Linked DNA regions of Mus musculus: all the other regions are linked to region 1. The links are chromatin contacts, called in public ChIA-PET, HiChIP or PLAC-seq and promoter capture Hi-C maps. All regions are on one chromosome and are shown on one strand. The core of a region is the stretch at or near the end of the contact, and the rest is flanking DNA. Distances in the headings are between cores, read along the strand shown.

The links. Promoter capture Hi-C pulls out the DNA fragments that hold promoters and counts their contacts. ChIA-PET counts read pairs in DNA pulled down with a chosen protein or histone mark. HiChIP or PLAC-seq counts read pairs in DNA pulled down with a chosen protein or histone mark.
Region 2: an RNA polymerase II ChIA-PET map of effector CD8 T cells shows a contact between it and region 1, with 14 read pairs. The contact joins the promoter of Ncald here to the promoter of Rrm2b in region 1. A contact is called at or near these places in 4 of 115 datasets of contacts at active chromatin or transcription factors (effector CD8 T cells, forebrain, neural progenitor cells and 1 more) and 3 of 9 other capture datasets (adipose tissue, liver and pancreatic islet).
Region 3: a promoter capture Hi-C map of liver shows a contact between it and region 1, with 4 times the contacts expected there. The contact joins the promoter of G930009F23Rik here to the promoter of Rrm2b in region 1. A contact is called at or near these places in 4 of 39 promoter capture datasets (embryonic stem cells, liver and pre-B cells) and 1 of 115 datasets of contacts at active chromatin or transcription factors (bone marrow-derived macrophages).
Region 4: a FOXA1 HiChIP or PLAC-seq map of pancreatic cancer cells shows a contact between it and region 1. The contact joins the enhancer-like site here to the promoter of Rrm2b in region 1. A contact is called at or near these places in 11 of 39 promoter capture datasets (the 3T3-L1 cell line, 3T3-L1-derived adipocytes, the C10 cell line and 5 more), 1 of 484 Hi-C or Micro-C datasets (bone marrow-derived macrophages), 6 of 115 datasets of contacts at active chromatin or transcription factors (astrocytes, embryonic forebrain, embryonic stem cells and 1 more) and 2 of 9 other capture datasets (adipose tissue and liver).

Annotation. Positions count from the first base shown.
Region 1 is chr15:37,957,674-37,963,255 of GRCm38.p6, reverse strand. It overlaps Rrm2b (ribonucleotide reductase M2 B (TP53 inducible)), which reads left to right and starts at 2,201. Exons shown (of 9, transcript NM_199476.1): 1 at 2,201-2,412. The coding sequence starts at 2,365. It overlaps Gm49085 (a long non-coding RNA gene), which reads right to left and starts at 2,098. Exons shown (of 2, transcript XR_003951596.1): 1 at 1,715-2,098.
Region 2 is chr15:37,457,346-37,462,927 of GRCm38.p6, reverse strand. Ncald (neurocalcin delta) reads left to right here and starts at 3,546. Exons shown (of 4, transcript NM_001170868.1): 1 at 3,546-3,711.
Region 3 is chr15:38,452,655-38,458,236 of GRCm38.p6, reverse strand. It overlaps G930009F23Rik (a long non-coding RNA gene), which reads left to right and starts at 2,729. Exons shown (of 6, transcript XR_875184.1): 1 at 2,729-3,134; 2 at 3,422-3,466; 3 at 4,834-5,078.
Region 4 is chr15:38,268,806-38,274,387 of GRCm38.p6, reverse strand. No RefSeq gene overlaps it. Among named protein-coding and RNA genes, the nearest start is that of Gm35248, 27 kb to the left of the region's middle. Within about 2 kb of position 2,392, at least 16 of the 459 cell types and tissues checked have an H3K27ac peak or open chromatin away from gene starts, as enhancers often do. A contact at or near this core is called in pancreatic cancer cells, where this site is marked.

The DNA of each region.
Region 1 (5,582 bases), core at 952-3,451:
AAGTACCCTGTATCTCCAGCTCCAAGGCATTCAGTACCCTTTTCTGAACTCCATAGTTACCTACACACACAGAGATATAATATTCATATACTTTAAAAACATTTTTAAAGTCGTCTCCTTGCTTTAGTGTAGGTCCAAACAGGTTCTTCCAGGTACTAGAGGGAAAGTGCTGTCCAGTATCCACACTCAGCTGAGTGGAGGGTTGGGAGATACTGTCTGCCCTGTGAGAAGACCACGTGGAACTCTTCAGCAAGCTGAAGAGACCTAATTGAACAGAGCTGTGAAAGTTGTAAGAAATCAATACAAATGGAGCATCAGGAAAGCACTGAAGGAATGCATCTCCATGTCTGTGCTCTGAGAAGGGAGGGTTACTTGGGATTCCTCATATTACTTACTTGAGGAAGCAGACTGGAATTCTGTGCCACGCTAAGCATTCATTTCCTTCCAAAATAACACATTTCAGGGACTATTAAGCAGGTCGCCTTATCTGCATCTAAATGCTCTTCCGTGCCTTCATGCAGAATTACTCTTAAAAAATGCTTTGAGATGTATTGTTTTGATGACTTTGAATGAATGAATCCTTGTTTGTAGTTTATTTGCTATGCAATCTTTGGTAAGTTATCTTTTGTGAGAATGACTTTCCTCCCAGAAAACTTTATAATATATAAAAAGTTTTTACTCAGCATTTGATCATATTGCTCCAAGAAAGATAACTCGCTTCAGGTTAATTAAGCTTTAGAGCTTAAAGCAAAATTTCTATCCTGCTTTCTATTTTAGAGGCTAACCACCAAGCAGTTGCCAGATGTTGAAGTCATAACAAGGCTCTTTCCAGAATCTACTGAAAATCTCTTACTTCTTTTTCACGTTTTTGGTTTTTGGCTTTGAGACTGGATCTTCCCATCTAGCCCAAGACGACCTTGGTTTCACGATCCTCCTGCTCCTATCCAAGATGCTGGGATCAGAGGTGTTCAATACCATACTCAACTCTTCTTTCACCATATTATTATTTAATTTGTATATCTTATTTGTGTTTGTATACAAGAAGGGGTAGTGCTGGGGATTGAACCCAAGGCCTTGTACATCATCACCTAATGAGCTACAGTCCCATCCCGCTCATTATATTTTTCTGTCGTACTACCATATATGTACCATATGCTGAAAACATAGAAGCAATTCAACCAAGAGTATTGCCACCATCATTATTCACTGTCTTTGGCCCTTGCAATACAAAAGTGTTGAATCTCTTTACAACTTTAACCTTTGCTTTGAAAAGTATCCGTAGCAAGGATATTGGAGTCTACCGTATTTTGGTTGCTTAATCTTGGCTATTTATCTTCGGGTTCAGTTTAATCTGGAACATGAAAATTGCAGTATCGACTACAGGGAAATATCTCAAAGATTAATTCACATAAAGGGCTTAGCAGAATAGAACCTATCAGGTTGTGAAAGTTCAATAAATATTACTCAGTTAAACAATCACAAAGACTTCAAGGTATTTCCCAGGATTTAGCTATTTTTCCTACTCATTCTCAAGCTCCATTCACGCACACACTTTCCCCCTCCAGTTTCTCCTTTTGGTTGCTGAAATACAAGAGTTCCTTTCTCCTTGGAGTTTTTAACAGTGTCGACCTCCCACCCTGCTTTCCACATCCCATCCAGTGGGCAGCTCTACAGCCACTCTGGCAGTCTCTTGGACTGACTGGGTGCAACCTACCGTGTCGCTGGGGCACCACGAGGGCTAGGGAATGTCCCGGCGTGCCAGTCACCTCGTGTACCAGGTAGTCTGGCACAAGTAGGCAGACTGCAAATTCCAGTAGACGCTCTAGAATTCAGAGCAGATGACAGGCTGGGCAACAGCGCGGAAGCTGGGGGAGCAAGAGTGGGCGGGGTCATGCGACGCTAAAGAACAGGCTTGAAGTGCTCTGGTACTGCGGACTGAACTTACGCAGCCGTCGCCGGAGTGGGGACCCTGCTCAGTGAAGAGAAGCGGGCCAGCCGAGGAAGCAGAGTTCGGCGGCGAGGGGCGGGGCCAGCTGAGGTAGGCGGATCTCTGGCGGGGCGGGCCGGGGCCGGCTGAGGTAGGCGGATCTCTGAGACGCTGGGTGGAGCCGGCTGAGGTAGGCGGATCTCTAGGCAGTGGGGCGGGGCCGGCAGGAAAGGCGGATCTTTCAGGCGCCGAGAGTAGCGTGCCTGGGCGGAGCCACCGCAGAGAAGGCCCCTCAATGGGCCGGCTAGAACCCAGGACCGGCGCGGCAAGGCGTGCCCGGAGCAGGAGGAGGTTCGCACAGGACGATCTGATCCTACTAGGATTTGGTCGGCCGCGCTCAGTTCCTCAGCTCGGGTGGCTCTGGTGGAGTCTGCGCGATGGGCGACCCGGAAAGGCCGGAAGCGGCCAGGCCGGAGAAGGGTGAGGTAAATGTCGCAGTCGCTTCATCCTCCACCCCTGGGTCACGCCCGGACTTTAGGTTGCTGCGAGTCAGTCGCAGGTCCGCTGTAGAGTAGTATTTTATTCGTCGCCGTCAGAAACACTGTGCAGGCCGAAAGGAAGCGCCCTCACCTCAGGCTAGTGTTGGGGAGTCGGGAAGGGCGAGCATGGACGCTGTGCTGCTCTGCTCAGGGCGGAGCAGGAACACTCAGGTCCCGGCTGAGGAAGTCTCCGTGTCCCCTTGTTCTCCAACCTCTGCTCTCCAGTCTTTCTTTTCTTGTCGGGAGCCCTGGCGGGTGAAAAAGGGCTGTGACGGATCTACGCAAGAGAGGTGAACCATCAGATGCAGTTGAGGAACTCGTGTGGAAACTGATGCAGGTGGATGAGGGGAGGAGATGACAGGTGAAGGGAGGACGAGAAACCCTTACAACGAATAAAAGACTGGGAGACCAGTTTTCCTCACACCGAACTTCTAACTGAATCTTCGGGGTGTCTCTTCATTTCAGTAGTGGAAGTGTTTCTTCCTTCACAAAGAATGAAGTGCTTTATGCAAAGTGTTTAATAAATCTAAAATTAACCCGTGCTAGCAGAAAGAAGTATGTAATAAGAGCAAACAAAAATTATACGGCTTTATAGTAATGTAAGTTGTTACTGTGTAATTCCAACTCCACATTTTGGAGACAAATATTCTAAACCATCTGGAATACAAGTAATACTTTTTTTTTTTTTTTTTTTTTTTTTTTTGGTATGTGAGCCTGTTTCTCTTTGTGGTGTCTTGAAGTTAATACTGTGGCAAGTTGGAAGGGGCCATAAAAGTTTGAGCCCACATATATTCATGCTTATACTGGCATTTCTAGACAAAGATGGAGGTTCTAAGTTGATTTTTATTCTGTAATCGTTTAATAATAAATTATGTCTATCCCTTAATTTTCCCCTTGAAACAAAGATACTCAGCACCAATTTCTCCTTTCCGGCAATATTTAGACTTCTCTGGTTTGCCAATGACACCAGGAATCATTCTGGCTTAACACCTGAAAGTTAACTTTTAAAAAAAAAAATTACTTTTAATTCATAAAGACAGAGCAAAGGTTTAGACCTAGAATAAATTTTAGTGAGTACTTTTTTTTTTTTTTTTTTTTTTAACGAATCCAAGAGTTTTTGAGATTCGGGATATCGTAAGCACTTTGTTTTTTAGTTTTTTATTTTTATTTTGGATATGATAGGGCAGTGCGGGCTATTTGTATCAGAAGCATGTGGAGTGATTAATAAAAACTAAATTACCAAGCCTACAACCTGCCTTTGTAACAGGCACTTCAGGTGATCTTAGCACAGTTGATTTAAGGGCCATCTTAAAGGGAAATAAATGAGGTTTATTAGTCTCCTAACATGTAGATTTTTTTCCGATATTCGAACACTTAAGCCAGAATGGCGTTCCTAAGACTCATTACTAGAACTAGGTTCAACTTTCCAAGTTGTTGCTTCTAGTACAGTGTTCCACCAGCTTTTTCAGATTTGTTGATTGATACAGGAATGAAATGGTACACACACACACACACACACACACACACACACACACACATACATAGTTGCAGCTGCATGCACATAAGTGAAAGAGACACAATAGACAACCACATTGGAGGCATGGAGAATGGCAGTCTAGGTTAAACCACTTCAGGTGCTTACTGGGGAATCATAAGCTAGGTTTTGTCTCAGATGACCAGAAACTAAGACAAAACTAAATGCACAAGTTTGGAAAAGATGGTGGAGTCTTGCTCAGGATTACCTACTCCCCAGCTTTATCTCAGGTTCTCATCACCTCACCTTGGTGCAGCTACAACTTAGTTGTCTCTCTCCTTTCAGTCTTCCCTGCCATCCAGTTTTGTTTACCATTGGCAAGTGTATCTTTCATTAATTTAGTGATTTGTTGTTACTTCCCATACTAATTCTACAAGAAAAAAAATTTTTTTCTCAAGGTCTCAATTCTCAATAAAAAAATAATAAGGCCCACTAGAAAAGCCCAGGTGTTTTTTATTCCAGTTTTCACATCTTAGTGCTCTAGTGTACTCATTTCCATTTCTGAAATTCATACAGTATATATTAGCAAAATCTTGTTTCTTTTTCTAATTCTTCCTGTATAGAATATCTGTCTTCCAGTTGCCACCTTTATTCATGTTAATTCCCATTCAGAAACTTCCTGATTCTCTATCCATAGGAATCATTTTATAATTAATCCCACAATGAATGCCAGCAGTTGGAAAATGAGATCAAAGAGAGTTACAATATGAGCTTCTGTATGCTACCACATCTTTGAAATTTTTTGCCCACAAAATTAATTTCCTACCCTCTTAGACTGATTGATATCAGAGTCTGGATCTTTTATAGATTTCTCTCATTGAGGCTTTAGCTAAATAAGATTACTCCTGCTTTTGTTTTTGTTTTTTGTTGCTGTTTTTTTTTTTTCCGTACATCCTTTCCAGTCAAGGGTTGTCTTCTCTACTATCTGCTCTTTATACATTAGCTTTCTCTTCCTTACTCCCTTGTCTGTCTGTCTGCCTGTCTTTCTTTCCTTCCTTCCATCCCTCTTTTCTTTTCTAGTCTGGACCTCACACATCCCAGGCTACCCTTCAGAGTTACTGTGTAGCTGAAGATGATGTAGAAATTCTCTATCGATCTTCTGGGCCTAGTTTATGTGGCACCGGGGATAGGACACTGGGTTGGTGCGTGGCAGACAGGTACTCTTGAGCAAGCACTCTTCCAAGTGAGCTACATCTCAAGCTCTAAAGGTTGGCATTCTTTAACATCCTCCAAGGCTATGTTCAGTTGTCTTTCTATTCCCCATAGGTTCTCTCTAGATAATCCAGTTCCTCGGCAATTTTAATAGGGTTACCATCACTCATGTGCCACAATGTTATATCTTCAGCTGCCTACTAGAAACATTAAACCTGAATTTGGGTTTTTTGTTTGTTTGGTTTTTTATTTGTTTGTTTGTTTTGGTTTTTCGAGACAGGGTTTCTCTATATAGCCCTGGCTGTCCTGGAACTCACTCTGGCTGGCCTTGAACTCAGAAATCTGCCTGTCTCTGCCTCCCAAATGCTGAGATTAAAGGCGTGTGCCACCACTGCCTGGCTGAATTTGTTATTTTTATTGACGTTTCACT
Region 2 (5,582 bases), core at 2,297-4,796, 500 kb after region 1:
CTTTCTCTAGCTCCTCCATTGGGGGCCCTGTGATCCATCCAATAGCTGACTGTGAGCATCCTCTTATGTGTTCAAGCACGTTTTCAAAACAATGGGTGTTACTGTTACCTCTGTGATAACATTGCTTGAATACATGCTAGTTCTAGTTCGAATGCTAGGAAGCAAATCCCCAGTGCCTGTGGCTACACGTGTGAGCCCACCGTGGTCACCATGACGTGGGGATCATTTTATTGTTAATCTTTTCACTGTCTCACCTTACTCATCTTCCTTCATCCAAATCTTCCTCATTTTATTTTTCCCTGTGTCTTATTACTCCTAGAACAAAGCTAGATAAAGACTCTACAATTCCTGGATGCTGAAAATCTTTCTCCCCCTCATAAAAAAAATTAAAACTAGGAGCCTATAATTCATTTGATAGAGTACTCTGCATCGATCACAAGGACCTGGGTTTGATACCAGTGGCAGACCCAGTAAGGAATGTCAGCATATAACTTACTCGTGACTTAGCTAGGGTTAGATTGATTTACTTGGAACCATCCATTGTTAGAAGATTTCGTGAGAACTCAACACTTTTGTCTTCTGTTTTTCCCTTCTGCCTCATTGGTTGTAGAGGGCTCACAGAAAGCCTCTCTTCCATGTTATTTGAAAAAGAAAAGCATCTTGTGTTCCTGTTGCTCCGCATTCTTTCCCTAATCCATGAGTCATCCGTGAGCCCTTGCTGTGCCTGGGCTCTGTTCTAACCACTGGCATCATAAAAATAAGACTCCTGCCCTGAAGGTCTTCAGACGAGCATCCGAGCTGGGCAGATAAACAAGAGCTGGCAGACACATTGAGCCCCTGCCCTGTGGCAGGTGTCCAAATTGTATCATCTATTTCCCTTGTAATTCAACAACCTTGTCATGTGGGCACTGCTGCTAGGGGCACTTTTATAACTTGACCAAGGTCCAATCATAAGAGATAAGATTTGAGGCAGAGAGCTGCAAGAATAGATACAGAGCCTCCCACTGATGCTAAGACAGTAGAGGCCCTGACATCACTGCCTAGCAGTATTGGGGGGTTTCGGGCTGACTAGAATTATCTCCTCACAGCTCAAAGCATGTGCTAGTTGATGCACGCGAAGCTCATTCAGTGGCATTTACCCCGTGTTGCTGGCAAAACAGTCAGAATAATAATAGTTGGACCTGCCTTCGTTTGTGGCAAGTAAAATTATCAGGGAGACCTGTGTTTGAGTGCATATTTTAAAAACAGGTGAGTCATTTTAACCTCAAAAATGACCTGGCATTCAGAAAAAAGAGATGACACATATTCAGTGTAAGGCAGTGTCGTGGGCGAAGGCGCTTGTGTGCTGCCTGTTACCTTAAACTAATTAGCCAAATGTCTGAGCTCCAAGGAGATCATGCTATGGTTTTAACCCTACAGAAGACTGCTCCCTTCCTTATATGTAAGCAAAAAACTCAATCCTATGTGGTTTACAGAGGAGAATGGGTGGCTGAGGGTTGGGTGCATGCTACAGGAAATAGGTCTACGTACACACATCTTCTAGTGGTGAATAACGGTCCAGTGGTTACCTAACCTGCCAGCAATTTAAACCTAAGTCTATGTACAGTGAAGCATACTTATAAACATGATAGGAGACTCAGAATAAACAAATTTGTTTAAAGTATTGAAATGTAGAGGTTCTGAGAATGTCTTGCTTCAGAGGACACCACCTACTGGTAGAGGGTGACATTGCAGTTTTATTTTCTTGATATTAAACTGAATAAAATGGAGAAACGATTGACAAGGCAGCATAGCTTCAGAGCCTGGGCTAAGTCAAGTCAGGCAGCCAGCAGGGAGAACTTGATCCCTGGACACCTACACTTCCCTTCCTACACCTTCCTCCCTCCCAGCCCAGAGCAAGGACCCACACTCCTAAACAGAGAACCAGAATTATATGTAGAACACAAGTCTAGAAAATAGACCTGTTGCTTAAGTCTGCCCCTTATAAGGCATTCAAACCAATTTGCACAGACACTGGGTTCAGCTGCTGTCATTCTAACAAGTAGGTCCATTCCTGACTGTCTTCAGTCTGAAAGTAAAGAATCTAACTTTACACTTTGCCTTTACATTTGCCACGGTACAACCAATAGCATCAGAAAAATAACTTCCAATAAAAACCCATTCTCTCTCTTCATTGGAGCTAGCATGGAAGATGGAATGGGGGAACGGGATGCTTCTGTGGCCAAGCAGATAGGCCATTAGTCCTGTGAAAGATCAGCTTCTATTCTACTGAAGACAGAGTCACAGAACAAAACCAGTTGGCCACAGAGTCACTCATATCTCATAGTGTGTGTATGCACACATGTGTGAGTGTGTTACACATATGAATATGAGTGTGTGCATGCATTTATGTGTGTGTGCACATGTTTGTATGCTTGCACGTGCAGGCGCAGTGTGTGTGTGTGTGCGTGTGCGTGTGTGTGTGACTGTGTCTGTGTATAGTCCTAATGACCCAGGCACACCACCTCTTTCTTCTCCCCACCTTTCAGCTCCTTTGTTTTTTGAATGAGTCCACATTTTCTAAATGGGTTTTTCATAATGCCTTCCTATGGGTTTTACTCAATTTTGTTTAATTGGCTTCCTGTTAATTAAGAATGAGAACGAACTGGGTCATAAGCACTCACACAGAGCTAAAGATCAGCTAACGTGTCCCTGAAGGCAATGAAGCTGTAATTTGGGAACAGGTGGGCTGCACTGTTGACTCCTCTGTGGTAGGGAGATTCCATCTGTGGGATGCCGAACCAGTCACTCAACATGAAACTCCCTCAGTCCGTTATGGACCAGAGAATCGTGGGAGGGTAGAGTGTGGGACCTGCGGAGGGGTCTGGCCCCTTTTCTCATCATCTCCAGGTCCTTCTAAAGTTGTGCCCTTGTGGAAGTGTTCTGGTCATCATTTTTGCAAGGAATCTTAGGTGGCATGCGACTTGGCTTTATCTACCCTGCTTTTTGCAGCATGCTTCCTTCCTGTCAGGCTCCTTCAGCCACACCATCTTTCATCGGCATGCTCTCGGGACACCGATGAGGATTCAGTTTCAAGAATATACAGTTTTTCCACCAACAATCTCTTGAAAGCTGTTTTCTCTCAGTTTATTTAGAGGGGAATTTAATTCACTAAGAAAACCACCTCATGAATGTTTTCAGCTTCTTTTTTTGACTGGAGGGGGAGGGGCTCTGTGCTGTGATAGTAAGACTAAGGGTCACAGCATGCATTTTCTGGCAACCAGAGAAAGGACAAGCAGGCTTTAATGATGAAAGTTGCAGGCACTCGTGAGTCACAACTTTGAGGGTTGAAATTATCTGCCGGGCACTGTTCACAATGGTTTTGCAATCCATGTGTATACATACATGCACACACAGATATGCACACACACGAGCACACACATCAGTGACAGATGACCTATTGAAATAATTTCAGAGCCAGTCTGTGGTTGCTACGACAACCAATGCTCTCTTGGCTTTTATCTGGCCATGTGACAGGGACTTTGACGTCAGCCAGAGGCAGAGTCTGTGGCTGAGTCCGCACAGTCAAAGGCTTGTGAGAATCTGGTGGATGCTGGACCTTGCTGCTGCTGCTGCCGCCGCCGCCGCTGTTGCTGTCCCTACAGCTGTGGTTGTTGCTTCCCAGGGGCTGCAGGAGCATGGACTACTAAACCCCCACTTCTTCAGCGTGAGGTAATCGGTTTGCTTTATACACAGGAGTTACGTGGTTTCACAGCCCCTGATGGTTTTCCCTCCCCTCTTAACCTCCTACAACTTTGCCTTCAAGAGCAGTTACTGACGAACGGAGCCAAAGAATGTGAAGCAGCTTCCAGTCACGAATTTCAGGCAGTCTCTGGAACTTGGTTAAATTTGGATTAGTGTTCCATGAAGTAGGTTAAAATGTAATCTTTCTTGCGCAATGCTTGCTAACATACATTATTTAGAAATTCTCATTTTGCAGCGTGAGCCAAATTTGCTCCCTTGAATTCTAGGAATCCCTCCTTCAGTGTTGTTTGGGGTCTGGTAACTCCAGCACCGCCTTGGAGGGAGCAGCTAACTTTTCCTTGTTGCTGCTGCTGATTCTGCGTCAGCCCACAGCAGTCTGGAATTTGGTTTCTACCTCATTTGCAGCATGTATAATTAGCAACAATGGGAACCGTGAGAAAAGACTCTAGACTTTGAAAGTTGTGGTTATTATTGTAAAGGGGGCTTTTGGTACTCTGTAAATAAGAGGGGAACTGTCAACAGCTTCCTGTTTAGAGAAAAGAATCTGCAATATGCCAAGGAAGTCGGGGTGGAACCTTTATGTGTGTGCGTGTGGTTGTTTTGTGGGTGTTACTGTGAAGTGCTATTTTGTGGCTCGCTCTCTCTGAAAACCCTGGTGAAGAGGAGGGACTGACTGGCCTTTTCTAAGGAGTCCTGTAAGCTGGTTCTGATCTTTATTCTTAAAAGTAATTATCTTGAGAAGAAACTAGCCTGGAACTAAATATGCATTGATGTGAGGTCTTCCCTAACTGAAATGTAGATTGAGGATGCTCGATAAAAATTTGCTCCAGGTCTTGTGTGAGTGATTTGGTAACTGATGAGCAAGGATTGCTCCGGCTGTTGTGTGTGCATTGCTGTGGTTCTGCTAGCTCCTTCTGCAGCTCCAAGTTTCAAGGAAACCTCAGGTTCTGAAGCAAACAGAAGCCTAGATGGATAAACAGGTTTCTAGATCTTACAGATTTAACAGAAACGAGGCGTATTTTAGACAGCCATCTGAAATAGAACCAGCATTTGAAGGAGCATAGATAGACTGGCTCCACTCGATATATGCAGTCAGTAGGTTGATGATATAGTTATATTTTAGTTTGGAGAAATAATACATTGTTTGGACAGTAGGTTGACGATATAGTTATATTTTAGTTTGGTGAAAGAATACATTGTTTTTTGCTTCTGTTACTAGGCTCAGAATTGTGGGTTCTACATTTTGCTCTCGTTGGGTGAGAATTCTGAGAGCCTGTAGCCGCAGCAGTAAATGAATAACTGCTTGAATCAATTATTTTCCAAGCAGCTTTCAGTGAATGGACCTTTTGATCAGAGCTTCCGTTAGGACTGTCCACTGTCTGATGTGCTTGTACATACATGTATTTACTAAGACGTCTTCCAGTCATTTAACTGACCTCATGTTCTTGTAACCCAGACGCTACCACTTTCATGAGTCAACTGGTGTGTGACATTTCAATTGAGAATGGGGGGACCAGCTAGCACTGTCATTTAAAGGCATCTCTCGTGGTATACACTTGGTGCTTTAACTTTTCTTGTGTCGACTGTTATCTTCACTCTTTTTCTTGGTTCTCTCCCTGGTTTTAAATTCACAAGATGATTATGTACGACATCCTCATGCCCTCATGCATGAGACTGGATTCCAACAATCAAAACTGTGAGAGAGAGAGAGTCGGTGTTAGTGGCAAAATGTCGGTGATAAAAAGTTGGGAAAAGAGCCTCCCTGATGAAAATAAGAACTTTCAAAGCCTCGAGCCAAGGGTTTGGTTTTTTGTTTTTGTTTTGTTTTTTTTTTTTAA
Region 3 (5,582 bases), core at 1,480-3,979, 490 kb before region 1:
ACCCAGCACTGGCAGGGGCGGCATCTCCAAGGGCTGGAAAGTGAGGTCTAGCCTGGGAGGTGTCTCCTGCTCCGCTCTGGCAACCCCAGGCATCCAGCAGGGGAGAGGCGGGGGGCGGGCTCTAAGGAGCAGAGGGCTGGAGGTCAAGCAAGTCCATCTTTCCTGCTTTGGAAAGTTGAGGGCAGGAGAAGGAGCCAAGGGGTTAGAACTCATCCAGGAGGAGAGGCACTAAGGGAAGGCCTGCATCTTCTCCACAGCCTGTGATTATCTCTCAGCAGACGATGCCGTGGGTTCACAAGAGGAGCCAACCGCGGGGAGGAAGACTGCCAAGCACGAGAATCTTCTGGTGTTTTTTTTTTTTTTTTTTTAATTTTTAAAAGAAACAAGAACAGTTGCAATTATAATTGTGGACCTTCAGTGATGGTGTCTCCCAGCAACAAGACAGATCCTGCTGTATCCCACCCTCTTCCCAGGCAGAGCGAACCAGAAGGTGTCGCCTGTCACAAAGCAGCTCCCTCCCAGCCCTGACCTGGCTCACCTATGTCCTTACCTCTGCTCCATGCCCCCTCGCCTGTGGCTGCCCCCTGAACCCTGTTCTCTTTATGACAGCTGTCCTTGAGTCACCTCAGCCTCCAGCCTTGGGCTCTCTGAGTCACGGAAATCAGAGCCAGGCCTCCTGAGCTCCTGCCCTGGTAGCCTGGCTGTGCCCTGGGAGGAAGGGAGATACAAGAAGAGAGGAAAGGTGGGGAGCCCCGGGGTGTGGGAGCTTAAGGTAAGCAATGCCTGGACACCTGCCAAAATAAACAGGCCACCCCTGTCCCAGGCACAAAGGGCTCTCTGAGAGAGAGGTCACTCCCAGACCCATGTGGCATCCTGGAGGCTCATGTTTCTTAACATAAAACATGCCATTCCCAGTCAGGACTGGGTGTGGCTCATGCTTTGACTCCTGGTGGGTGGGGCTTGTGGGCTCCCAGTGACCCATCTGGATGGTGTTTGTCTGTCCTTGCTGAGACCTGATCGGCACAGAAAAATGGGGAGAGGCCAGACAGCCGGTTTCTCTTGCAGATGTGGGTAGTTCTGGTGCCTCTGGACTACACTTTCAATTGTCTACTCCCGTCTCGTCTCCCTTTGTCTGTCTGTCTGTCTCTGTCTTTCACTCATATGGGCACCCATGCATACTCAGAGTCCAAATGAGAGAAGATCTCTAATCAAACTACCCCTAAATCAGCCTTCTCTCCTGCTTTATACCATTGTCATAGAGAAATTAAACTAGGACCCAGAGAAGTAGGCTGTGAACACAGAGTAAGAGTCTGCGCTCTCAGTAATGCTCCTCTGGTGACCAAGGGAACAGACCAGTCAGGAGGTTACAAAACCTTCTGTGGACCTTGTGTGGTTTGTGCTTTCAGGAGAAAGAGTTGGAACAAGGTATCTTGTGACTCCTCAGTTCATAGTTCGGTCTCAAAGCCACAAGAACAGGCAGCCAAGCACCAGAGCCACCTGCCACACAGCTCTGATCCTTGAGTCTTGTTACACAGTTTCTGAGGCCCTGATAATGTACCTCAGGAGTAGCTAACATAGTCCCTCCCTGGACCTCAACTGAGACAGGTTCTTTGAGCATGGAGCCTCAGTCTCTCCAGCACATCTGGCTGTATGAACTGCAAAGACATCTAGTTATTGAACAGACCTTTCTTTTTAAAATCTTATTTATTTTTATGTGTATGGGTGTTTTGTCTGCATATATGACCACATTATGTGTGTGCCCGGTGCCTGCAGAAGTCAGAAGAAGGCGTCAGATCCACTGGAACTGGAGTTACAGATGGTTGTAAACTGCCGAGTGGGTGCTGGGAATTGAACCTGAGGCCTCTGGAAGAGCAACCATTGTTTCTAACTGCAGAGCCATCTCTCCAGCCCCAGTATAAAGCTTTCTTGGGCACCAGCTATGGGCCAATAGACAAAACCTTCAACAGCCAACCCCTGGGGCTTACAGTAGACAGGATGAAGTTTCTCCCTGTACGGGTCAGCTATGGCGCCTCTCACAAGTCCTCAGTCTGGGCCAGCCAGCAGTCCTGTGGGCAGTAGCTTGCAGGGTCGTTTGCTGCTGAGGGCTGTTTGGGAAGATCTGTTCAGTACCTTTCTCAGTTCTGGATGCTTTAGGGTTTGGAGCTTCTGGGCTTGTGGAAGCATCACCTGACCTTGGCTCTACTTCACAATGTGTCTATTGCCACAATGTTTCTTTTCTTTTCCCTTTCTCTCTCTTTCTTTGTCTCTTTCTCCCTTTCTCCCTTTCTCCCACTCTCTCTCTCTCTCTCTCTCTCTCTCTCTCTCTCTCTCTCTCTCTCTCTCCCTCATGTTTTTGTTTTGTTTTATGAGATAAGGTTTCTCTGTGTAGCCTTGGCTCTCCTGGAACTCACTCACTCTGTAGACCAGACTGGACTCAAACTTGGAGATCTGACTACCTCTGCCCACTGAGTGCTGGGATAAAAGGTGTGCACCACCGTACCTGCTGAATTTTTCTTTTTTAGAAGGACAAGGTCAGTGGTGGTGCATGCCTCTAATCCCAGCACTTCGAAGGCAGAGGCTAGCAGGTTTCTGAGTTTGAGACCAGCCTGGTCTACAGTGTGAGTTCCAGGACAGCCAGGGCTACACAGAAAAACCCTGTCTCAAAAACACAAAAAGGAGGAGGGGGGAGGAGGAGGAGGCCATTGCATCAAAGCACCTGCTAGGGCCTCATCCTAATCTGATCATTCACAGGACTGTTTCCCTGAAGGGTGCCTTCTGGGGTGCTGAGGGTTAGATCCCAGTATGCCATTTTAGGGGTGAACATAGTACCTTCTCTAGGGAAGCTTAGGCTGGTGTGGAGCAGAGTGTCGCCCCCAGGACACTTCAGTTTCTGACAAGGTCTTCTGTGAACACCTCTGATTGGTGAAACCAGGTCACATGCCCGCTCCTCGCTGTCTCACTAGCTAGGAATTTTGTGTCTGACTCCTTCCTACCTTGAGGAGGCATGGAAAGTACTGTGGGCTTTCCCCCAGAGCAGGAAGAGCATTCCAACGACTCATCCAAACAAGGCATCAGAAATCCACTGCACAAGGACTTGCAGGTTTCTTCCCAAAGAGTCCCTGAGCCGGAGTGGGGTGAGACAGCAGCTTCGTCTTGTCTCTTCCTTGTGCTGTCCATGCAGCACCTCACATTCAATAAGCATGTTCTATAAGCCAGACAATGTTCTGCCTTTATTACTTATTGGCTATTCTTGTGTGGTACGTGTGTGGGGTTGCTTCTCTTCCTCCATCATCCATTTCAAGGCTCAAACGCAGGCAGCTGGTCTTGGCAGCAATCACCTGTACTCTCTGAGCTATGTCACTGACCCAGTTTCTAATCTCCTGTATTGCCTTTTTTAATCCTTCTCTTGCCCCTTCCACAGATGAGAAGACTGAGGACCAGGAGGACCAGGAACTTAACCTAACAGGTGGGAGAGACACATATGAATCAACAGTTCATGGACAGAGGAAATGAGAGGTGGAGCCAGAACCCTCCTGGCCACTATTCATTGACAGGAGTGAGAGCTGTAAGCTGCTGCCCTGCTGCCCCTGACTGGAATGTCCACTGTGCACCCCTAAACCAAGGCACTCTGTCCAAGTGCTTGAGAGCCCTGAAAGGAGGAGGAGAGAAGGCACCAGAGGGGTGGGGGTGGGAGTCCAGTCTGGAGTCTCTGTCTGCGTAGGTGGCTGAGGAGAGGCTACATCAAAGGGGTGGCTCCTGAACTTCTGACCCTGCTGGGTATTCACAGATGTCTCCCTGCAAGGGCAGGGAGGGTCTCTCGATGGTCCCTTGCCAGGGAGCCACTACACACAGGGCCAGGCTGTCCCCAAGCCTCTTCCCTGAAGACCTAGGAGAGGCCATGTGGCTGAGAGAGTAGGCTTTCTAGCTGAGCTGCATTGAGAATGTGGTTCAGGCTCTTGACATGTCCAGAGACAGAGACCTGGGACCCTGGTCTGTAGAGTTGAGTTTCGAGCCTTACTATGCAAAGAACAGAGCAAGCTGTCATGACTCTGTTTATACCAGGGACATCTGTCATTCCAGGGAGTGCTGGACTCACCCTAGTGCTTGACTTTCCAAAGGAAGCAGGGTGCATGTTAGCATCTTGAGGTTGGGGTTTGTAGTAGCACATGTCTGTCTTTCCTTCCTCCTGTGTGTGTATCCCCTACTGAGGAGGGCAGGAAACAGCAATAAAGGGCCAGGTGTGGTGGCAAGCATTCCCAGTTCTGTTTGGGTTATAGGGCATGAGGGCTTCATGAGCCCAGAAGCTCAGACCTTGCCTGGCAACATAGCTAGCATCATTCCCTTCAGCCTGATTCACAGTCAGGTAAGACTAGAATGCCTTTCTATCCGCCAGCAGTACAGTCCACAACAACATACAGAAATAAGAAAGAGAAGGAAAAAGAAATTATCCGCTGGAAGTCTTTATTATAAACTATGAAATATGAAGTTAATAAAAAGTTGCAGAAATGTTTCCAAAAATCAATAATGTTCCAGAGCTTTAAAACTGGATTAATTTCATAATAACAGAAGAATATTAATGTGTATTGTAGGCTTATTCCTAAGTGTCTCCCCACAAATAAGCAGAGAAGAGGGGCATTTATAGAATTTGAAAATAAAATGAGGTCCTGCCTGAATTTCCAGCCATCCTATTAAATTTGAATTCTTGATAAGCACCAACCCCCTTTTAAACATATGTCTCAAATATTTCATGAGGTGTGTACTGATACTAAAAAAAATTATTTCTCTGATGCTCAAATTTAGTCAGCTACACTGTATTTCTGTTTGCTCCAACAGGTCACCTTAGGTCTGTTCTTGAATCCATCTGAGACGGGGTAGGCAAAGGAGTGAGATGAAGCAGCTGTTGGGCAGACCCTAGGGCCTGCAAGCCTCTGAAGCTGGCCCCAGAGCTGCCACTTGGGGCCTCGGGAGACCCCATACTTCCTCTCAGAGCAGCATCTCCGTGGACAGAGCAGGCTGGCCCCGCAGCTGCAACAGGGAGCCTGCAAAACACCTTCAAACAAGTCAGAAGAGAGGACTAGGTGAGCCAAGAAATGACCCAGTTGACAATCATCACAGGAGAGGCCCGGCTACATGTCCTAGTACACCAGGCCTGATCACAGGTGCCTGGCTCCCTCGGACATGGTGGGCCAGCCTTGCCACCTGCGAGGTTAGTGACACTAAGCCACATCTCCAGTGGCCCAGTAATTCCAAAGCCTTGCTCTGACCTTCCCTTCGGGCCCAGCTGTTCCGCCCATCCCCCACATTCTCTGGCGCTGAGGTCATGGAAACCCCACCCCACCCCCACCCCCGAGGGGAGGGCGCTGCCAGGCTGAAGTGCCAATGTAGGGAGATTAGCTGGGTGACTGGTGGTTTGTGTAGCTGTGGAGGGTTGTGGGTTCAGAGAGAGAGAGAGACAGAGAGGCAGACAGAGAGAGAGAGAGAGAGAGACCTAGGCTCCCTAGAAGCCAAGGAGAGAGTCTAGCAGTCTCTCCAAAACAGGACAAGGCCTTCTCTGAGGACTCCTCTACCCTAGCGTTGTAGGG
Region 4 (5,582 bases), core at 1,143-3,642, 310 kb before region 1:
ACGTGTGTGTGTGTGTATGTGTGTATGTGTGTGTGTGTGTGCGCGCGCGCGCGCATATGTGCATACATTAGAGTGTGAGGAGTGTGTGTGTTTGGAGGGGGTGTCCCCTTCTTTCATGTCACAACAAGGTGAGCAGGTTTCTCCAACTGTGGTCCCTGCCACAGTGTTCTGCCCTGCCACAGACTGGAAGAGGTGATCCTGAGTGGCCAGAGTGGAATGTTCTAAAATGAAGCGCAAGTCTCCCATTCCTTGAGTTACTTTTCTTTGTGTCACAGGGTCAGGAAGCTGAGCATTGGGAAACCATGGGTTTTCAGCAGATTCTGTCACCGTGCTGCACCCACAGGTGAAAGGGCATCTCTCCCGGTGAGTGGAAGCCCTGGTAATTGTTTCTCCCAAGTTCCCCAGGGGTTTTCAGTGTGCAAATGGGGTTGAGGGCCACCACCACTGCAGCTTCCAGGTGACAGCTGGTGTCCTTGCCACTGGAATTGGTGCTCCGTCTTATTTAGAGAGAGCATCTATGTTCTTATGCACACTATCATGTCACTGCAGCTGAATGGCTCCCGTGACTCCCGTTCCACAGTCAGAATAGCAGTTTGATGTGGTTCACATTCCAGGCCAAAATTCACAGACAGAGGCTTCCAATCAGCAGAGAGGCAGATAGTGGTGCACGTCCTGGGGAAGTGGCCATGCTTAAGCTCCGAAGTGTCATCTGTGTCAGAAAGGAACTTCAGTGAGTAGCCAAGGCAGAGGCATTCTGTTCTGTTTTGTCTAATTGTTTTGTGACAGCGTCTTGCTATGCAACTCAAGCAGGCCTTGAACACCCCATCTGCCTGTCTCAGCCTCCTGAGTGCTAGGATTATGACCATGCACCATTATACGATGAAATTTAAAAGTGACAGTTTTTTCTAACCGGGCTAGCTCCCAAATAATCGAGTCGGAAACCTACTGATTTATTCAACACGTTTTAAGAACAATAACTGAGCAGATATTCCTAACCCTCTACGCTCTCTAGCTACTTGCCAGCCTCTCGCTCTGAGTAACTTGTGTTTAGTCTCTCCTTGGCTCACTCCGCTGTAGCTGTCTGTGCTCATGGAGAACTCCCTTGATGGCTCCTTCTCATGCCTGACCTCACGGCCAATCTTCTTCCCTTTTTTTCCATCTCATGGTCCTGCTTTTTGACCTCCACCTGCCTCATGGCCAAATCCTTCTCCTGGCTCCTCTCCCTCACCGGGATCAGAAGTTCAGCCTTTCTATCTCCTCTGCCCCGTCACTGGCTGTTCAGCCTTCTTATTAATCAATCAGTGATAATTGGGGAACTTTCTTTACATCACACTGATACAGGGGAGTCTTCAATATCCATTACAGCGCCTGTGTCTAGACTGTAACTAGATGTCCTGCCCCGGAATCAGCATCTGGATACACAGAGCATAAGACCAACCCACAACATACCACCAGGCTCGGATCAGAGGCACTGTTATTTTAAGAGCTTTACCATGTAAGGTCGGCCAAAGGTGCAACTCGGCAGCTTCCATGATACAGACACTGCCTGTATGCTTAGTTTGGGTGGCAATAAATACTCAAGTCTTGCTGGGCTTAAGCTCTAATGTCATCTCATAGTGTAAGTACCCAGAATCTCTTAGTGTTTTTGTCATTCAATAAGAATTTACTTATGTCATCTATACATAATATAATCTCTACATAAGCATACACAAACACACACACACACTTTGGTCCTTCATGTTTTTTCTAAGACATTGTTCATATAAGTTGTCAGCTTATAGGCCATGGCACTAGAATTCCCCCAGGGACCTAGCAACTGCTTACATCATCACCTGCCACCATACCTCCAGGTACAGGTGATGCACCAAGTGGTTTATAAAAAGCACTGCTTGCTACCCCTGCTCTTTGTCCCTCTGTCTTTCTGACTCTCTCTTTTTCTTTCTCTGTCTCTTTGTTCCCATCTGTTCCTAGTTGTTCTCTCTCTCTCTCTCTCTCTCTCTCTCTCTCTCTCTCTCTCTCTCTCTCTCTCTCTCTCTCTCTCTCTCCGTGTGTGTGTGTGTGTGTGTGTGTGTGTGTGTGTCCTCCTCTGTCCCCTCTTCTCTGCCCTCCTGGCTCTGCTCCTGTCTGTCTGCCTCTGCTCCTGTCTGTCTGCCTCTGCCCCTTCTTCAGGTCCTCATGCCCTTCCCTCCCCCAGAGAAACTTCCTTATACCAGGTTTGTCTTCACATCCTTTGCTTTGGGGTTTTGTTTTGCTGTTGGGAATCGAGCCACCACTCCACCTATCTGTATTTGTTTAATGAGTGTCAAGTAGTAAAAAGACTAGAGCGTGGCAGTATCCAGGTGCAGTGTCCCAGCTCTCTAACACCCAGCCTGTCACATGATGCTTTCTTGGAAGCTTTTGAGCATCCCAAATGGTCAAGGAGTCTCAGTGGTAGGAAGTCTCTCAAACGCAGTATGAGCAATGTTTAACTTTCCAGTCTCCAAATGAGCAGATAGCTGAAGGGTGTGTTCAGCTGTTGACTTGTGTGTCTGGGGAAACAGCCTGGGGCAGAGAACTTCAGTTGTGAATCTTGTCCTCCAACAGTCCCAGAAGGCCCTTCAGCACTGTGCCAGTCCTAGGGTATCCATTAGACTGCTCTTCTCTTCCTTTTGATAAGAACTTTCACTAGGGCAGTGTGGTTCTCAACCTGTGGGTTGTGACGCCTTTGAGAGGTGAATGGTCTCTTCATGGGGTCACCTAAGACTATCAGAAAACACAGATATTTACATTATGATTCATATAACAGTAGCAAATTACAGTTATAAAGTAGCAATGAAAATCACTTTATGGTTGAAGGTCATGGCACCATGAAGAACTGTATTAAAGTGTCTCAGCTCGAGGAAGGCTAAGAACCACAGCTCTAGGGCAAGACAAACACCACACCCCCGTACCCCACCACACCTTCTCAGATAACTCACATCAAGTCCCCAAGGACCTCACAGCTGTCTCTTGGCCTGTACTAGGACTGGCTTCACACAGCACAGCAGTGCGTGTCACAGATGGTGAGAAATCAGTTGTGTACAAAAGCCAGAGTTTGGGATCTGGGTGTGAGCATCTCACAGATTGTAGAACTGCAGAGAGCTGGGGCAGCTCAGTGACAGACCACATGCTCAGAATGCCTGCGGTACTGTGTTCAGTTCCGAGCTCGGACAGTAACTGTGCCCACTGAGCCATGTCCCTAGCCCAAATCATTCATTCCTGAGGTCAAAAGCATTCTCTTCCCAGATCTGAGAGATGAACCTAAAGCTTCCTGCTTACTGGACAGACATCTCACCACTGAGCTAAATTTCCCCAGCCCAGGCCAAACAATTTCTGCCATGTCTTTCTCTTGGAAACATACCAGCAGGATGCTTACAAGTTTGGGAGTGTGCTCTCTGCCCACTAGCTCTTCCCTTGGTAAGGTTAGTTAACGTTTGGTAGACCAATATCACATGGTTGTTCAATGTAAATTGAGGGCTTCACCACAAGTGTCAATGAGACACATTTAACACCATTCTTCATGAGTGAGCCACTTGGCATCTCATTCACAACTTCCAATGTGTGAGGTATGTATGAAACACAGAAGCAGACAGTGTGGCTAGTGCCCACCATTTCTCCTCGTCAGTGGTTAAGGGTTCCGTACCCAACAGGGGGCAATTGGTACCTTCAAGGGCCCCAGTCACTGCTACGGATCTATGATGTGGCTAACCTCCCTGCAGGAGGGGCCCTTCCTTCCCTTTCAGGTCCCCACCTCCCAGGAGTAAGGAGAGTGAACTATTCACACCAGTCTCCTGTTGTCCACAGTGGTACAACATTCACAGACAGTGGACCAGGCATCTGTGCTGTGTGAGAGGCAAATCTGCAGCATTTCTTCCTGTCTGCTCCAGGAGGGAACATGGAACCTGGCCTGGGCCTCCAGACACAGATGGACAGTAGTAGGCCCCGTTGAGATGCCCCAACGAGATAGTTTAGTATGTAGCAGGAAAACCTTTTTATCCCTTGGTATTCCAGAGACTAGCTATGAGGCTTTGCCGGATGGTAGACAGCATGCCTCTGAGGAGAAGGAGCTATGTGAGTAGAGAAGGCATAGCCAAGGGGCAAACACCATCTTTTCATGAGAACACTGGAGCCCCAAGCCTTTGAAAATCTGGATTTTTGGTTATCTACACCAATAGAAAACTTTCTTTTAAAAATGTCTTGTATGTATGTGTGTGGTATGTATGTGTGTGTGTTCACATGTGTGTCCAGGTGGACATGCACACATGTGCATGTGCACATGGAGCTCAGGGTCTGACATTGGGTGTCTCCCTGAGTTCCTCTTCATCTTATATATTGAAGCAAGGCCTCTTGCTTGAGTTCATAGCTTGCCAATTTGGCTAGTCTAACTAGCCATCTTGCTCCTAGGATCCTGTCTCGATCTCTCAAGTCTGAGAATACAGTCAGGCTACCACACCAAACCAGTGTTCACTCTGATGCAAAGGATCCAAACTGTGGTCCTCACATGTGCATGGGAAGTGCTTTATCCACCAAGCCATCTATCTGTTTTTCTTTTGTTAAGAAAGCGTGCTGGCTAGTTTTAATGTCAACTTGAAACAGGGAATTTGGGAAGAGGGGAACTCAAATGAGAAAATGCCCCCTGTCTGGTCTGTGGGCAAGCCTGGGCATTTTCTTGATTAATGATTGGTATGGATGGGCCCATCTTATGGAGGACAGTACCACCCCTGGGCTGGTGGTCCTGGATACTATAAGAAATCACGCTGAGCAAACCATGAGGAGCAAGCCAGTACGTAGCATGCTTCTACTGATGCCTCTGCATCAGCTCCTGCCTCCAGGCTGATGCCTGGAGTTCCTACTCTGACTTCCTGGGATGCTGGACTACAAACCACAAGAGGAAACATCCCCTCCCCAAGCTGCTTTTGGTCATGATGTTTTACCACAGCAACAGAAACCCTAGCCAAGACAGTAACCAAGGTGTACTCATTGAATGGTTGACTGGATAAGTGAGTGAACTTGGACACACAAAACTGACAAGAACCAAACCGAGGCTGGGTGTGCGACTGCAGAGCTTGGGAGTCAGAGGCAGGGATACCCCAGAGGTCAAGGCCATTCTCATTTTGCACGGTAAGCTCCAAGCTAGCCTGAGCTATATGAAACCCAGACTCAAAATGAAACAAAATTTATTTTTAGATTAAATTAAACTTTTAAAAACATGTTAAACAATAAGGAGCATAAACACAGGTCTTCTAACTAATTTTTTAAAAAGCGTTTCCTTGTTCCCACTCTGTCTTCCTAATTTGAGTACCGTGACATGGGGATATAATGGTTGCAACACAGCAGCCATATTTGGACAGTGAGTGTATTCGTTTTCTAGGCTGCTGTAGCTAATGATCACAGGCTCACGGCTTGGAAGAAAACGTTGCCTTCTCACTGTCCCAGAGGTCAGGAGTGTGAGCTCTCAAGCCCCAGGACTGGTTCCCTGGAGTCACTGCGGGAAAATCCTCTGCATAGCTGATCCCTGACCTCTGACAGCTGGCAGCCATCGCGGCCTTTCCTGGCTTGCCAAC